2 separate regions of the Arabidopsis thaliana genome follow, and region 2 is linked to region 1. Evidence: chromatin contacts called from public capture Hi-C data. All regions are on one chromosome and are shown on one strand. The core of a region is the stretch at or near the end of the contact, and the rest is flanking DNA. Distances in the headings are between cores, read along the strand shown. Region 1 holds the start of TRN1 (tornado 1). Region 2 holds the start of LYM2 (lysm domain GPI-anchored protein 2).

Region 1 (2,700 bases), core at 175-2,674:
ACCTTTGACAATGCATCCATAGCACCATCCATGTGATTAAGGTCATTACTGTCTAAACAAGTAACAAGAGCTGGCAAAAGCTCATGCCATCCAGAAACTCCCTCAATATTAACAATAACACTGATGATAGTTCCAACTGTAGTCCGTATATTCCTGTCCGCTGCTCCCAGACAAGGCAGTAACTCTGACTTGATATATTTTTGGTTTTCTTGAGTCATGGATGGATAAGCACCCCTCAAATTATTTTTCAAAAGCAATCCAGCAGCTTGACGAACCTCAACAGACTTTCCCTGATCATTGTACAAGCACACATCAGCAATTTAACAAACAGACATAAATGCATAAAACCTAATCAAACAACAGCAATATGAAAAACTCCAGGTTGTTCTTGCCTAGGATCTGCAAATAGACTATGTAGATCCAACTAAATTGAAATAAATATGAGTTCTCAAGATAGAAAGACACTATCCACTAAAAATCACACAACACTTTTTGTTATTTGGATGCAAGTAAACTTCAAGTCAATTGAATCACAAAGGTCATACTATTGACAAAGAAGAATTATTCAGAAGGAGACATAGACGAATGTTGAGTGAATTAAGATATAAATGCATAAAACCTAATCAAACAGCAACAGCAACATAAAAACTCAAGGCTAGTTCTTGCCAATGCAAATAAATATGAGTTATCAAGTGAAGAAGACACAATCCACAAATTCTACACAACATTTATGTTATTTGGATACAAGTAAACTTCAAGTCAATTGAATCAAAAAGCTCATACAACAGAAACATCAACTATTGACATAGACAAATATGATCAAAAGGAGATATATCCATCCATTAAGGTACAGAACAGAGAAACTCATAACGAGAGAAGCAATGTTCTAAAGTCTGAGAATCTTAAGCAATTCAAAGGAAACGTAGATTCAACTAAAGCTAAGCAACAAAGAGAATCCGATAAGCAAACGAAAATTCAACGATCCGAACTCATTCGACAAATAGATTGAGTCAATACGGAGAAGAAAAAAAATCTCAGGAAGCGAAGAGAGAGTAGAGAAAAGTTCCAAAACCTCAGCGCGAACGAGGATGAAGACGAGATAGTTGTTGAAATCAGGAAACTGAGAGAAGTGTTGAAGCTGCTTCCAAATCTGAGACTTGTCAACGACGGAGGAAGGAGAAATCTGTTGTTCGAGAAGAGAACAGATCTCAGCGAGACCATCGTCTCGGGGTTGCCAGACCACCGCCGTCGCCGCCATGATTGTTGTGGCAAAAAGGTAAATATGACTCGTGTGAGAGGGCAAAAGAATATGATTCTTTGGACAAAAAAAAACGCACAGCAAAAAAGTTTGGAAAAGACAGGGACGACGACGAAGAAGAAGAGAATGGAGAGACGCTACTAAGTTGGGTTTTGTTGGGTTTTTTGTTCTGTTCAAGTTTTCTCTTATGGGCTTTTTATGAGTTTATCTATTTTCTTTTAAAGCTGTTAATTAAAAGAGAGAGTTTGCAAAATAGTAACTTCTTCTTGTTTTTGTAAATTTCATTTGTCTCCTAAATATTCTTTTTTTTTGTCAACCATTAGCTTGAAAAAATAGAGAAAATATTAATTAATGTTGTCCAAAGAATATAGGAGAAAAATAAAATTTAGTCTATAAATGTAGTTAATATGAAAACCTGAGTTGTCCCATAAAAAAAATATGTTTTTTTGTAGAGTTTATGTTTTAAGAAATAGAATTTCTTGGATTACGAATCTAGAATTATCAAAGCATTGGCTTGTAAACACAATTTATATACTAAAATTCATATGTTCATTTGGATCGGTCATTTTTAAAAAATTAATAATATATTTTTGTTTATAACTTTTAAAAATTAATTATATTGCATAAATTAGTATTTGATTTGTTTAAAGCCTTGATGTTTATCAGAAAAAGAAATTATTTAGGGATATTAACCATTATTTATGGGATGAGCCTTCTATATACAAGAAAGGCGTATATGGTTTATTCAGAAGATGCATAGTTGAAGAAAAAGTCCAAGGAGTCCTAGAACATTGACATGGCTCTGCTTATGAAGGACATTTTGCAACCTTCAAAACTGTTCAGAAGATACTGCAAGTTGGGCTCTAATGGCCAACCATGTTCAAGAATGTTCATAAGTTTATAGCCGAAGGATAAGAAATATCACCAGAAAAAATGAGATGCCAAAGAATCCTATACTCGAGTTTGAGATGTTTGATGTCTGGGGGATTGACTTCATGGAACTTTTAACCCATCTTCTTAGGGAAATAAGTATATCTTGGTCGTCGTAGCCTATGTCTCCAAGTGGATTGAAATAGTTGCAAGTCCAACCAATGATTCTAAGGTAGTTTTGAAACTATTCAAGAGTATCATATTCCCCATCTTCGGTATACCAAGAGTGGTTATGGAGGATCTCACTTCATGAACAAGATGTTTGAGAACTTGCTAAAGAAGTATGGAGTGCAGCATAAGGTTGCGACAGCCTACCATCTCTAGACTAGTGGTCAAGGTGAAGTCAGCAACAAACAGATAAAAACTATCTTGAATAGAATGGTTGGAACTTCAAGAATATACTGGTCCACCAAACTCGATGACACTCTACAGACTTATAGAACAGCCTTCAAAACTCTAATAGGAGGAAATAAAAAAATAGAAAAAAATTAATATGATGTTAAGTCCAACAA
Region 2 (2,700 bases), core at 112-2,611, 110 kb before region 1:
TAAACTGATCACAAGATACAAAACCAAAACCATCAGAATCTAGAAAAAGAAGAAAAAAGAACAAGCTTATCCTATGGGACAAACACAACGAGATTATCAATCACTTAACGTCCAATTCTTCAAAGCGTCACAAGTACACTTGACGCAATTGTTTGCAGTGAAGACGTATGAGTTGTTAGACAGAAGCAGAGGAGCATCCAACGAGTCCTTCCTCACAGAAGAGCTACAAGCTGCAAAATAAAGTTCAAAGTTCATAACTTTTCTTCAAAGCCAATCACCAATTAGTAATAAAAACTCAAACCTAATTAGATTTGGTTTGTCCAATGAAACTACTAAAAGTCAAAGACTTTTCAATCAAATTTTTTCGTTTATTTCATCTAAACCATCATCCAATCCAAACCCATTTAGATATATCCAATAAAACTACTAAAGTCACAAACTTTCAACTCAAAAGATCCAAAATTTCAGGTTTTTAACCTTTGAGAGGGACGTCGAGAGGTTTATCAGCAAGAAGCTGAGAGTCACCAATGATTCCATTGAGCTGAGCCAACGTCGTGTTGTCCGTTCCAAACTGAGCAGCGATCTCACCGAGAGAGCTCCCTAGTTTGACTACATGTGCGTAGTGAACAACATCCTCACCGTTCAATTTATCACAGCTACAAGGCAAAGGGATCCAAAACTTTTGACCGATTTCGATTTTGTTCGGGTCAGGGATTTTGTTAACCTCACTGATCTTCTCGTACGTAACGAGACCACCGAAAATCTCAGTTGCGACGAAAGAGAGTATGTCGTCTTTCTTGATGGTGTATTCGATGTCCCGGTTCGAGACACCGGTTCCATTGGAGCAAGAGCAATGGATTGGGACACGTACGACTTGATTCGGGTTCACGCGTTGGTCACGTGAGGTGTTGAGTGGGAGATTGTTAGCTCCGAGGATCGAGCGGAGGTTCTTGACGGCAAAAAGGGTTTGGATATTGCGCAACGTTGTTGCGTTCTTGCTTGAGTAACCAACGAGAGATTGACACGTCGAGGTTGAGCCACTGCAGTTGAAGTTTCCGGTCATTTGGGCGGAGAGAGTGAGGAAGAAGGAGAGGGAGACAAGGAGACCGAGAAGGGTAAAACAGGAAGTTTCCATTTTCAGGTCGCCGGTGTGTTCTCAGGTTTTTGGTCTTTGGAAATAAAAAGAGTTGTGATTTGTGAAGATGGGGACCAAGAAGAAAGTTGACCGAGAGAGGACTTTTTGAGTTTGACTTTTTGACTTGCTGGAAAATAAATGAGAACAGTCTGGTTTCACATTGTGTTCTGTTCCTTGATTGAAGTGTTGCCATTTGTCACGCCCTAATTGTGGAGAAAAAAGTGTAGTTATATGGATAATTGGATATAATATCACAACTAAATTTTAATTAGCTGTAAACTGCAAGACAATTTATATTTTAAAATTTGTATATATAAAATTTTATAAATTATATTTAGTTATAAAATATTTCTATTTTAGTTTATAATCGTTATTAAGTAAAAATATATCACAAGTCCACATAACAATTGTTAATAAACTGAGAATTTAACCCGTATTGAAACAACATATTAATGATTTCAAAAAATTTATAAATATTGATTCAAACCCGTCCATCATATAACTTTGTTCTGTAATATAACACATCTCATGATTTGTTTTCTAAAAATAGTAGTTTAAAAATTGATGACTATTTATTATATACATAAGTTTGCAAATTGTAAAATTTTCTAAGAAATTTATATTTTATAATATACGATTGTTATTAAGTAACTGTATATCACAGAGAAATTTTTGGTATATACAATCTTATCTTAATTAGGTTGTTTAGATATTTCTAATATTGGTAGTATTAAAAATAATAAAGCGGCAGATTGATGATATTCTAAATTTTATTAATGTTGATTCAAAAATTCATCTCACCATATAACTGTATACCACAATACAATTTGTCCCATGTTATTTATTTTATTTTTATTTGTTCAAATGTTTATAATGTTATAAAACCTTTTATTGATATTAGAAAATTTTAATATTCTCGGTAAAACTAAACAATAAAACTAAAGACTGAATTAAATCATATACAAAATTTTAAATTTGGATGCTTGTTAAGGTAAGCTTTCCTATACATTCGAATTTGAATTTATTTTAATCATATATATAATATTATTCTAAATCATTATCTGAATATTTTAGTCGATGTGGGACATTGAACACACATCATTTCCATTAATTGGGTAATATATGTCCGTTTTTTTAATTTTGAATCACAATATAGGGAGAAAAAGATTGAGTTTTTCATAACTTTATATATTATAGGATGATTTAAAACAGTTGAAAAAATCAAACAAAGATGAATGGAGATTTACAGTTTTAAATCTTAACCAAATATGAAAAGAACTAGGGCAATATAGTCGCATTTTACGTAACCCAATCCAAAAGATTTTTAATGAACAAATTTGCTTTAATGGACGGGTACCATTTGTACTTGAATGGACTTTATCCACCCTCCAAAAAAGTTGCAGCAAAAAAAATATAAAAATTATTAATATTAATAATCTTATTTTTATATGAATGTCCATTATGTGGCTAGTAGATTCTAGAATACATAATTATTTTAAGGTTGGAATCATGTTGTACGGAAAAGAATATCTCTATTTAAAACTCTTTTATCTATTTGCTACTTT

What was found. Capture Hi-C pulls out chosen DNA fragments and counts their contacts.
Region 2: a capture Hi-C map of seedling shows a contact between it and region 1, with 1.9 times the contacts expected there. The contact joins the promoter of LYM2 here to the promoter of TRN1 in region 1. A contact is called at or near these places in 2 of 26 Hi-C or Micro-C datasets (callus and root) and 1 of 3 other capture datasets (seedling).

What each region holds. Positions count from the first base shown.
Region 1 is chr2:7,352,497-7,355,196 of TAIR10.1, reverse strand. It overlaps TRN1 (tornado 1), which reads right to left and starts at 1,424. Exons shown (of 29, transcript NM_001036282.2): 1 at 1,073-1,424; 2 at 3-290. The coding sequence starts at 1,258.
Region 2 is chr2:7,457,591-7,460,290 of TAIR10.1, reverse strand. It overlaps LYM2 (lysm domain GPI-anchored protein 2), which reads right to left and starts at 1,361. Exons shown (of 4, transcript NM_127266.4): 1 at 478-1,361; 2 at 110-230; 3 at 1-4. The coding sequence starts at 1,135.